Regions from separate parts of the Hordeum vulgare genome. Here regions 2 and 3 are each linked to region 1. A link is a contact called in public Hi-C data. All regions are on one chromosome and are shown on one strand. Each heading gives the region's core, a stretch centred on a gene start, on an enhancer-like site or on the middle of the called end of the contact. The rest is flanking DNA. Distances are from core to core; before and after follow the strand shown.

What was found. Hi-C and Micro-C count contacts between places; a contact is called where the count stands out from the background.
Region 2: a contact with region 1 is called in a Hi-C map of leaf, with 3 times the contacts expected there. The contact joins the promoter of LOC123451113 here to the enhancer-like site in region 1. A contact is called at or near these places in 2 of 6 Hi-C or Micro-C datasets (leaf and seedling).
Region 3: a contact with region 1 is called in a Hi-C map of leaf, with 4 times the contacts expected there. The contact joins two enhancer-like sites. A contact is called at or near these places in 3 of 6 Hi-C or Micro-C datasets (leaf and seedling).

The regions. Positions count from the first base shown.
Region 1 is chr4H:33,596,509-33,600,658 of MorexV3_pseudomolecules_assembly, reverse strand. LOC123447742 (exocyst complex component SEC3A-like) reads right to left here. Exons shown (of 25, transcript XM_045124390.1): 24 at 3,578-3,667; 25 at 3,086-3,457. The coding sequence ends at 3,347. Among protein-coding and RNA genes, the nearest start is that of LOC123447742, 13 kb to the right of the region's middle. Within about 2 kb of position 2,333, at least 3 of the 3 cell types and tissues checked have open chromatin away from gene starts, as enhancers often do. A contact at or near this core is called in leaf and seedling, where this site is marked.
Region 2 is chr4H:33,971,533-33,975,682 of MorexV3_pseudomolecules_assembly, reverse strand. It overlaps LOC123451113 (protein JINGUBANG-like), which reads left to right and starts at 2,153. Exons shown (of 1, transcript XM_045128121.1): 1 at 2,153-3,952. The coding sequence starts at 2,256. The coding sequence ends at 3,617.
Region 3 is chr4H:33,867,884-33,872,033 of MorexV3_pseudomolecules_assembly, reverse strand. No RefSeq gene overlaps it. Among protein-coding and RNA genes, the nearest start is that of LOC123451112, 94 kb to the left of the region's middle. Within about 2 kb of position 2,028, at least 1 of the 3 cell types and tissues checked has open chromatin away from gene starts, as enhancers often do. A contact at or near this core is called in leaf, where this site is marked.

The sequences.
Region 1 (4,150 bases), core at 1,084-3,583:
GTGAGGGGGATGTCGACGCGGCTGTCCATCGGGTGAATCCGCCGGCGGCGAGATGAGAGGGGCACGGGCGGAGGAAAGCGGTGAGGTAGGAGAAGGTGCGGTGCGGGCGCTCGAGTGTGCAGCGCGCGGGAGCGGGCGCACGAAATAAGCGGCGCGATGTTGTTTCGTCACGTGCACTGAACCACTTATGTTGTGCACACGGTTTTTGCGCCTCCGTTGGAGCGCCCGAAGTGCTTGCGCGTGCAAAAATACTACTTTTCCAGCACGACGCTTATATAGCGCGGTTGTAATTTACCTTTATTGATTCTGCCCTATGGTGGTAATCCTAAATATTGTGCCTCAAATACCTCCTGAGTAATATCCAATACAGTTTTAATTCCATTTGATATCATACCATACCAGGACTAACCAGAGGAGAAGGATGGCCCGGAGATCCATGCTCCGAGCTTAAACATGGCGGAGGCGGAGGCGAAGTTCATTGTCGCCCAAACCGAGGAGATGGCGGAGTAGCAGGCCATCCCGGATTTCATCCGGGATAAGGCCAAGGTGGAGGCCAACCGTCGGCTCATCTGGCAGAGGCACGTGGAGGCCGACACCCTCTACTCCGAGCTCGAGGCGGACATAACAGGGGAGGAAGCCGCAGCGGAGCAGACAGAGGCGCCGGAAAGGGCCCCAACAGAGGCACTGGAGGGGGCGAAGTTGCAGCAGTCGCACATGTATCCGTCGGCGGACACGAAGATCGCTGATACCTCGGACGAAGAGTGGATAGTTTATACATTGCTTCACGGCGGGCGCCAGCACGCCACCACCCACTGCCGAGCTCGTCTGTGGCGCCAACAAAAGGCCGCGTGCGAGACCGGTGGTTGGAGGAGCACCAACGGAGGCGAAGCCAGATCTCCCCACGCTAGGGTTTGCACCAACGGCGATGGTGGTGGAGGCGGTGGCAGGGTGGGCGTAGGGAGGGGTGAGGGGGATGTCGACGCGGTCATCCATCGGGCGAATCCACCGACGGCAAGGCGGGCGGAGGAAAGTGGTGAGGTAGGAGAAGGTGTGGAGCGGGCGCTCGAGTGTGCAGCGTGGGAGCGGGTGCACGAAATAAGGGGGGCGCGATGCCGTTTCGTCCCGCGCGCTGAACCACTTATGTCGCGCACGCGGTTTTTGCGCCTCCGTTGGAACGCTCGAAATGGTTGCGCGCGCAAAAAACGCTACTTTTACAGCGCGGCACTTATATAGCGTGGCTGTTGAAGATGCTCTAAAGGTTGTAATTTACCTTTATTCATTCTGCCCTCTGATGGTAATCCTAAATATTGTGCCTCAAATACCTCCCGAGTAATATCCAATATAGTTTTAATTTATATGATACCATACCATACCATGACGAACAGAAGGAAGAGGATGACCCGGAGATCCATGCTCCGAGCTTAAACATGACGGAGGCGGAGAGAAAGTTCGTTGTCGCCCAAATCGAGGAGCTGGCGGAACATCATGCCATTCTGGATTCCATCCGGGATAAGGCCAAGGTGGAGGCCAACCGCCAGCTCATCCGACAGAGGCATGTGGAGGCCGACACCCTCTACGCCGAGCTTGAGGCGGACATAGCGGCGGAGGAAGCCGAAGCGGAGCAGCCGGAGGCGTCGGAAAAGGCCTCAGCAGAGGCGTCGGAGGGGGCGAAGCTGCACCACTCGCACATCTATCCGTCGACGGACACGAAGATCGCTGATATCTCGGACGAAGAGTAGATAGTTTATACATAGTATGTAGATTTATGTGTTGCATGCATTCCAAATATATTTGAGCAATCAATATGAGATGTCCGAATACAGTAGCCTGTTTTTAAGGCATGTCCGAGCAGTACCTGCGGACGCGTCCGGGCGACCGAGGGACCTGGTTTACAAGTTACGGCTGCAGATGCTCTCATGCTATGGCATTGCCGAGATGATAAAGCTCTCGAGTTCTCGGACGCAAGATCAAGCCATGCAGGATTTCCTTTGTTCCAAAGCATAGCTCTTTACTCTCTCAGCCGCATGGTCTGCAGCTTCAGCCTGCATTCAGTTTTCAGCCTCGTTTGTTGCTCTGTTTTGATCTTGCTTTTCCTCTGCTTCTTTTTTTTCCCTTTTTTCCTATAAAATCTGTAGTCGAACGATCCTCAGACTTCGGTCTGTTTTGGAGAATGTAAGGTAGGGCTGAACTGGCAACGTACGTACATCAATCATGCGGTTAGGGACAGGAGCGTAAATTCAGAGGGGGAAAACGGCCACTAGCCCTAGATACCTCGACCTTTTTTTCTTTCCTCTATAAAAGGCTCCAGATCTGCGGCTCCCTCTTCCGCCGCCAGCTCTGCATCTGCCAGTCAGCTTCCCCCTCCTCCACTTCTCTGCCGTGTTATTCTTCTTCTTTGCTTCTTCCTCCTCCTCATGCGTTGGTCGTTGCCATGCCATCTCAATCTTTTTTCTCGTATATAATTTCTGCTTCCCGTCCTTCTTGGTTTGATGATGCTACCGTTTCTCGATTTCTTCGCCAAGAGTTTCCAAGTGGTAAGAGATTTTCTGCCGATTTTCCAACGGAATTACGTAGTGGTGTCTTTCTTGCTTGAGGTGAACGAGGGAGCCATGCAGCAGTGATAGACAAAAATGACTCGTGATGTCATGAGGTTTGTACCGTAACAAACAAACCATGATTACTTTCAAGCACTGTTGAGCTGCATCTCCGTCGCTTCACATTTGGATGTTTATCTTACTCCCTCCTTCCGTTCCATAATATAAGAACGTTTTCGACATTTTCTTGTCCCAATTTCGGTCGCCTTTTTCGTCCACTGGAGCGAATGGAGAGCAATTTTGGTCTCCCTGTGATTGATTGGTGTCTCGCCCTCACTTTTTTTTCTATCGCAACACTCTCAGCTTCCTAATAATAACCAAGTTATGAAGCCAAACCGTAAGCAAGCGGCCTGATGAACCCAACGAGGAATTTTTACCAAAATGAAACGTTCAGTTGAAGTTCAACACACTAGAAATTCAGAGTAAAGAAACTCCAGGACGCATGAACGCCTTCCGACATTTCGATAGGCGTCAAGATAATCGCACACACGTTTCCCAAACTTGTTACCCATTCATTCATACTCCTTTGCCACAACAGAACCCGGGGTTCGCAACAGACAACAGCTCACATCCATTTCTATACAAAAGTCAGTCACACACACATACAATTTGACAAGGAAACATACATGTAGAACCCATCCTAACAAGGCCTAGAGAAAGGCGATGAATCTGCAAAATTCAATAGAATGAATTGAATATAGATAGGGCCACGGCACTGTGAAAATGATACATTGCGCTGTACTCAATTGTATCTAGAAGCTAGCGAGGGTGTCCCTCATCTCGGCAACCGGCATTATAGGCTCGTTCCCGTAGATCCGCGTCACCATCTGGACAAAGCTCTCGTACTTGTCCAGGAACTCTTTCTGCAAACATCAAGCAGGAATAGTTAAATCAACGTGTAATCTTTTACTGCTCTAGAAAATTATGAACCAACCCGCAACTCCAAACTAGCAAACGCAAATTGATGTGAATAGGCCGCATACCTTGCATTTATCCCATAGTGAGGGGAACAATTCATCAGAAGTCAATGTCTTCTGTAATCTTCTGTACATGGCGCCAATCGACTTGTCAATCTGCACAGTTTTACAATTTCATGAGTTCACTTTACACCAGCATCTTGAACAAAATAAGATGCTATGGATGAAACTCTGATCATTATTCTTGATATTAAAGATGGGATGGCGAATGTGCACTGTGATCCATATGTACCCATGTTGAGACCACATTCAAAAATGGCATGCACTAAGTGCAGAAAAACGAATTAGAACCCTGATACAATACAATCAAAATCCCCAAATCAATGGGAGCACACTGCACGCTCCCGTGAACATATTGAACTGGCAAGGCATCAAAAAAGATATCTCATCAACCATTGAGAACACTCAAATGCCAAAACAACAGATCCAGTTTCATTTGACTAAAAAATCTTGTATTGTATGACCGTACACACAAGAGGGGCAACCCTATCTGCCACTCAGCCATAAAAAGCTCGGTCATCTTTTGAACGAAAATGACAAGACCGCTTCTGCTGCATATGGAATAATACATTGGAGTCA
Region 2 (4,150 bases), core at 904-3,403, 380 kb before region 1:
GATCGGCGGCGAGGGAGGCAGGCCGAGGAGAGGGGGAGGAGGCGGCGGGGTAGGGTTCCCTTGGGGGCGCTCACGGGAGCGCCACGAGAGGAGGTTTGGCTTTACACTACTTGTATTGTCTAAATTGACGATTCTGGCTGTATTTGTCATTTTAGAGATTTCACTACGGACTACGTACGGATATATATAGATATAATTTAAAGTGTAGGTTATTCCTTTTGATTTGTATGTAGTTCGTATTTAAAACTTTAGAAAGATAAATATTTAGGGACGGAGGGAGTAATATATTTGTAATATTTGTTGCTTAGAGGGTGCTTGGATACGTTTTAGTCCCATGACTAAAAATAGTGGGACTAAAACTTGCTAGCATCACCAATGCTTGGATCCAAATACTAAAGAGACTAAAATCAAGTTAATGAGCATTTATTATCCTCCAAACCCTTCAATCAAGAACTCGCATGTGTTATAGAAGAGGAGTTAAATGAGAACACAGAGGACTAATCCACATTTTAATAGGAGTACCCCTCACGAAATTTTTTTAGTTTCAACACTAGTTTTAGCCCCTTTTAGTCAGGGGTGTTTGAAACTTTAGCCTCTTAAAAAGACTATTTTTAGTCAGACTAAAATAACTTTCTTAGATCCAAGCACCCTCTTAACCTCTTAGGCACACGCCAACCTAGATGGCCAAGGCCAAAGGGTCAATGCCAGCGCCATTTCAGTACAACCCATATGGATCTCAAATGATTTGATAGTATTTTTTATGATCTAATTTTTTTTTGTGAATACAACTTACTATTTCTTTTCAGAGCGAAAATTAAATATGGAGGTAGATTTTTCTAATCTTTTTTCCTTCAAATATGGACAATGATTAGGAGCACGCCAACTGCTAGTGGAGGGGGGGGGGGGGGGGGGGATCTGACCTGATTGAACATTTTATATGTTCCAAACAGGCAAGGCGTGTACAACGATGTCCAAACGAAAAATAATAATTTTTTGCTGAACAACTTGGCTAAAAGTAGCGCGTGCTTGTCAAGCTTACACAAATGGCACTTTGGTTCTAATAAACGAGCTTCTTCATGATTCATACCCCGGTAAACAAAGCAAAGCGTGTGATTCTTGCTGCTTTTATTCGTAAATGAGCTCACGCGACCCGTACATAACCCACATGTTGAACTCGTTATGGAAACCTAATCCTCGGTCCCGGAAGCAACACGAACACGTATGTACGGTCCATGGCGGTGGCGCCAACCACACGCTTGTAGTACGTATTAACGGAGACGAGCCGCCGGCCCTCAGCCGATTTTTCAGAAGGGCATGCACCAGTTGTACACCCCAATTGCCTAAAGGCTAAATATGCATGTGTCGTTTTTGCTCTTTCATTGCACAAAGTCAGAAACGAAAGAATGCTTGTAGAGTTCCTGCTCCGCCCGCCAAATTGGTACGATCTCGACGTACGCAGGCTCTATCTTAGCCGGTTGACCAGCACGCCAACTGAGATCTCCCCGTATGGAAACAGTTTTTTTTTCAGCGCAGTGTCAACACATACAGTTGAGTATGACACGAGTGCAATACAAGTGATCACGTACAAGCTTGATCAGAGCGCGTGTACAACGGTCCTATCTTAAGAGTGTCACATTCATTATAAGAGATAAGTCTAAAAGATGATCCACTGTAGACTTTTTTTTATCATCTCTAAACTACATATAAGATTTAAAATAAAACTATCTTATCAGCCATTGTACATGTTCTCATTAGCTTCTAACGGCCCATATAGTTTTCTTTATCTAATTGACCCTCACAAGGAAAATAATAATTGATCGAAGTGACGATACCATCCAATAATTAACGGCGCAACGAAGCAGCGCTCGCCGCGTGCCCACTGTTGGGTGATCAGACAGCAGCCGTCGAGTCCCACACCCATTCCCAATAATGAATAGAAATATTCTATTAAAACCGACAAAATCAAGAAAGGAGAACCGTTCTTTAAAAGGAAAAGAAAGAAAAAGGAATCAATCAAATCAGATCCCTGGATCGATTGGGATCCACATGTCGGAACGTCGTGGCTCCCACGGCATCAGCCTCGTTTCTGTCTCTGATCGCCTCCACAGGATATATATACCCGCCGCTGCTCGCCTCCCTCTTCTCCAACCTCGCACTCAAAGCTTCTTCTTCTTCTCCTCCCTTTCGGTTTCGGCTTTCCTTCCGACGCTGGTCGATCGTTTGCTCTGTGAGTTGTGGGAACGACAGATCGCTCCATGGGTAACCGCCAGAAGCTGCTCAACTTCCTCCGGCCGGACCCCGCGGTGGCCGCATGCTCGCCGAGGTCCTTCTCCTCCTCTTCCGCATCCGTGTCAGACGACGATAGCTACAGCTCCTCGCCGTCGCGCTACGGCGGCTCCTCGACCCCGCCCACGCCCAAGTCGCCGTGGGCGCACCTCCCGGGCCTCGCCGCCGAACCGGGGGCCACGGGGCTCATCGCGTCGCTGGAAAAGGAGGACGGCCACGTCTACTCGCTGGCGGCGACCGGGGACGTTCTTTACACCGGAACCGACTCTCGGAACGTGCGCGTGTGGCGGGACCAGCGCGAGCTCGCCGGGTTCAGGACCGCCAGCGGCCTCGTCAAGGCCATCGTCGTCGCCGATGACGGCCGCATCTTCACCGGCCACCAGGACGGCAAGGTGCGTGTGTGGCGCGCCGACGCGGACAACCCCGCCGCGCACCACCAGGTGGGCTCGCTCCCGAAGCTCAGGGACTACCTCAAGAGCGCCGTCAACCCCGCCAGCTACGTCGAGACGCAGCGCAAGGGCCGCCACCGCGCGGTGTGGCTTCGGCACTCGGACGCCGTGTCGTCCCTCAGCCTCGACGAGGGCGCCGGGCTGCTCTACTCGGCCTCGTGGGACAGGACCTTCAAGGTGTGGCGCGTGTCGGACTCCAAGTGCCTCGAGTCCGTCAGCGCGCACGACGACGCCGTCAACACCGTGGCCGCCGCCGGGTTCGACAGCGTCGTGTTCACCGGGTCGGCCGACGGCACCGTCAAGGTGTGGCGGCGGGAGCCTGCCGCGAAGAAGGGCGACGCGACGAAGCATGTCCTGGAGAAGGTGCTCAGGAAGGGCGAGGGCGCGGTCACCGCCATCGCCGTGTCGACCGAGGACCGCGTCGTGTACGCGGGCTCCTCGGACGGGCTGGTCACCTACTGGTACTGGGTCGACGGCGAGGCGAGATACGGCGGCGTGCTCAAGGGCCACAAGATGGCGGTGATGTGCCTGGCGGTGGCCGGCAACGTCGTCGTCAGCGGCTCGGCCGACCGGACCCTCTGTGCGTGGCGCCGCGACGGCGCAGAGCACGCCTGTCTAGGCGTGCTGGCCGGACACGCCGGGCCCGTGAAGTGCGTCGCCATGGACGAGGAGGCGGCCGCCGGTCCGGGCGGCGACCGGCGGTTCGTGGTGTACAGCGGGAGCCTGGACGGGTCGGTCAAGGTGTGGCGCCTGTCGGAAGCGCCAGAGCCGCCGGTGACGGAGCGCACGGCAGGACCACCGTCGCAGGCGTGGAGAGGCCGGCCGGCCACGGCGCCGTCGTACGAGACGACGGCGGAGCAGAAGCGCGTGGCAGCTGCGTGAGGGCGAAGCAACCGGGCCCGTACGTGCGCGCATGGAAGGAAACAATGTGGTGGCCACACGTGTACTCGAGCAGATCGTACTAGAGTGTACAGATACGTAGAACCAGTACGAGTTGTGCATGCGTGTATGTTGAGGTGGGAAATCAGATTGTGCGGCTGTTGACGGGGAGACATGGGCGGTGGGTTGACAGTGAGAGGTCACGGGCCACGTCAAATTCGGTTGACGTGAGAGGGAAAATGGTTTTGCGTGGGTGAATTTGGTTGTAACCACTGCGATGGATGTCGTGCAACAAAGGTGTGCATCAAAGTTTCCCTGAAAAAATTGTGTGCGTTGAAGGAGCTTGCACGCATTAATTAGCAACATGGTAAAAATCTTGAATCGCAGCGATGATGCTTGGTAGAAAGAGAGAAAACATGGCGTAAATTAGAGAGTCGTCGTCGCTTTCTTGTGTTTCACTTTCGACTTTGGAGGGTGCTCACCGGCCGGGCTCCCGTGGAACAGGAGTTCCCGTGGCCGCCGAGGATGCCGTCTGT
Region 3 (4,150 bases), core at 779-3,278, 270 kb before region 1:
TTAATACTATTTGCAGCTAGCTCTGCAACGTGGATCACTTGGTTTGGAGTTGTCAGTTGACGGGAGACATAAACGTCACCAGTTGAGCTAACTTATTTTGAGTGGGTTCATAGTTTAATTTCACACTGAATTCGTGTCATTTGCTCGGGCGAGGAGCAGCCGCAAAAAGGGTGTTAGAAAAATGGCAGTGGCAAGTGCTCTTGTCGCCCTCTTGGTAAAGCACATTGAAAAATGAACCGGATATAAGAGGGTGACTAAGTAAAGAACTATCGGTCGAGAGATATGCATGACCAAAATAAAGTACATCGGGTTTAACTACTACTCCCTCCGTTCCAAAATATAAGATCTTTTAGAGATTTTACTAGGAGACTACATACGGAACAAAATGAGTGAATTTATACTCTAAAATATGTCTATATACATCCGTATGTATTTATAGTGCAATCTCTAAAAGATCTTATATTTAGGAACGGAGGAAGTACTTGACTGTGGTCTATTTTATGTGAATGCCCATTGATTCGTATATATGGTGCGTCATGGTGCATGGCCTCTTCTGGCCAAAAGAGGAGAGTAAGCTTGTACATCTGTACTCTCCCTAGAATCAAGTGCAAGTAAAGTGCATCAATGTTTTTTAAGGTGATAAAGTGCATCAATAAGAGCAGTTCAACACCCAAAGTGAAACCGGGACCAAAGGGGTCACACGAACCGGGACCCTGGTCCGGCCGGCGTCCTGACCTCATGAACCGGGACTGATGCATCCATTGATCCCGATTCGTAATAGAACCGGATTAAAGCTCTTTCATCAGCTGGACCAAAGCCTTATTTTCTATTAGTGCATGATACCGTATCATATTAAATGATATGCAATTATGTGTCATATATGTCAATAAATGAACTACTTTATGATACTAATATATGATAATACGCACTATGAATGTAGTATGAGAGACCAGCCTAAGCAGAAAAAATTATAAGTAAATTAGATACAGAGACCGACTGGGTAAAGTACTCGACAAGATATGCTTTGCCGGTGTAATACTTGACACAATGGTATACTTGTATATTATAGGCCACCGTGATTGAGAGGGTGCTTGGATACGTTTTAGTCTCATAACTAAAAGTAGTGGGACTAAAATTTGGTAGCCTCACGCATGCTTGGATCCAAATACTAAAGAGACTAAAATCAAGTTAATGAGCATTTATTATCCTCCAAACCCTCCAATTCAGAACTTGTGTGTGTTAGAGGAGAGGAGTTAAATGAGAAGAGAGAGGACTAATCCACATTTTAGTAGGGGTATCCCTGACTAAAAAAATTTAGTCTCAAGACTAGTTTTAACCCCTCTTTAGTCAGGGATGCTTGGCACTTTAGCCTCTTAAAGAGACTATTTTTTAGTCAGACTAAAATAAGTTTCTTGGATCCAAGCACCCTCTAAATATACACATATACGATGAGTGACGCAACGCACTTCTCTGCCGCCGTATTAGGAGACTAATTAAGCAGATTTTTTTTCTTTTCTTTTTGTTGTTGTAGCGGGAGGAGGCTAAGGTTTAGCTTGGTGTTCTCTGGCAAGCATGTCGCTTCTTCGCTCCTAATTATCTCATTTCCATATCCGAGTAAGAAAAGAAAAAAAGACCATTGACACAGGGCAGCGCCAGCTAAATTTTTCAATGAGTTATCTTCATACACTACACTGGTTTAGCCCTAATTGCACTTTCACTATCATCAATTCACTACAAATTTTACATAAACCCATTGGGATCAGGTGACCCCAAGTGCTATAGCTCCGCCCTGCCTTGACACAATCACGTCCTCCAACTTTTGGTTGGATAAAGTCGAATCACGAGAGACCAAACGAATAGCCACTCCACCGTTACGTAACGTCGACGTCGAGCCGTCCTCCGATCGACGTTGGCTGTTGGCTCGACTTTTACGTGCGCTCCCGCCACGTTGCATCCGTGGAGCATCATCTGTGCTCTCTTTTTCTCAAGTCCGTGTCCGTGGGTTGATTCGGTGCAGCCAAAACCCAGGTTACCACGCTATCGCCTAAATTTATGTGGTGGAGCATTTGTACGTGCAAATGCGATCGAGTACGTACGGTGGTGCGCGCATGTCAACGTTTCACGCGCCACCGTTGCATGCCGGTCGCGAAAGGTTTATGTGCACATGCATGCATCAACTCTACTCCAGTGTTATTTGCTGGCAATCATACAACTAGTGTCCTCTTGTGATATTACTACTAGTATTGAAATTTGGCTTGGTTCTTTTATTTTTCTCTATGTTGGGTTTAGTCCGATATCGATTATGGGACGAGACATAACACGACTTATAAGGGTGAAGGTGTCCCCTCCTAACAGGCTAGTCTTTTGGGTTGGAGAGGGCACAAGGCCTGTCATAAGTCGGTGTTGCTCTCCGGTTGGCCCTGTTGACGCATGTGGGTCGAAAACGCTGGTGTTAGCGGATCCGGGATTGCGTAACACTCTATTTGCTATATCTTGGACCTTTGAAAGTAGAGTTTGCGTCAAATGATTTTGCAACTTGGGGCGCAAGGTCCGGAGCTCGAGAAGGGGACCTCGAGGGTGGCTGCAGTATCGCCGTTCGCCAGGACCATGTCGGAGGCATGGAGAAAAGGTCTTGGCAAAATAATAAACTCTACTCTCCTAATTAATGTTTCGTAGGTGTGAGTGGTGGCTTCGGATGGTTTGATGTATGTTCTTGTTAGACCTATATTGAATAATTAATAAAGATGACCGTATGCATCAATTGATGCAGAGGCCGCGGGTTTGAACCTTCTTTTTCAAAAAAAAAAATTAAACTTTAATATGAAGTCACATGTTCTCCGAGCTTTTGTGGAGAACGTATAAATTCTGCACCACGTTCCTTGATAGAAATGATATTCTTTGTTTCTCTCCCACTTGTTCTTTTTACGGAAATAAGCAATGTTTCTTTTCTTGCCCGCATATGACCATAAAATAAAAAATAAAAAACCTTATGAGATATCTTTTACTACAAACACAAAAAGAATCATTTTATCTAGATGCTAGGCGAGAAAATTACAGTCATTTTCTATTCGGTAGCCAAATTTTCATGATTCCTTCTACATCTAGTGGCAAGAAGTGTTTATGAGTCAAAGCAAGATCGTGCACATCAACATCTAATTAATAACACCGCTCTTTAATTTACTTCGTCGTAGATTTGGCATTGAGAGGACATATATTTCATGACATGTACAAATCTCTATTTTTGTTAGGATTCTGAGCTAGCTTTGCAACGTGGATCACTCAGTTTGGATTTGTCAATTGATGGGAGACAAGAACGTAAGTACGTAACCAGTTGAGCTAACCTGGTTTGGCTGGATTCATAGTTTAATTTTGCATTGAATTCGTGTCATTTGCTCCGACAAAGAGCAGCCGGAAAAGGGTGTTAGAAAAATGGCAGCAGCAAGTGCTCTTGTCCCCCTCTTGGTAAAGTACAATGAAAAGTGAACTGGAGATAAGAGAGTGGCTAGGTAAAGAACTCTCAGTCGAGAGATATGCATGACCAAACATACATCGTGTTTAACTACTACTTGACAGTGGTTTATTCTATGTGAATGTCCAATGATTCGTATATATGGTGCGTCATGGTGCATGCTCTCTTGTCGCCAAAATAGATGACTAAGCTTGTACATCTGTACTATCACCATAATTAAGTGCAAGTAAAGTGGATCAATGTTTTTCTTAAGGTGGTAAAGTGCATCAATAAGGGCAATCAACATCGGAAGTAAGAAATCTTTTAATAGTTATAAATAAAGCATAATTATAAATGGAAAGGAGACTATACTACCTTTTTTGTGTTTAATTATATCAATCAAGCATGTGCTATGTAAGTGCTCAATACATAATTAAGCCAAAAATGACCGTGGCAAATGCTCTTGTTGCCCTCTTGGTAAAAGCGCAATGAAAAGTGAACTGAAGATAAGAATGAATGTGTAAAGAACTCCCAGTTGATAGATATGCATGACCAACCATTCATACTGGTGTTTAACTACTACTCCCTCTGTCCCAAAATTCTTGTCTTACGTTTGTTTAGAAATGGATGTGTCTAAATACTAACACATGACTAGATACATCCATATCTAGACAAATTAAAAACAAGAATTTTGAGACGGAG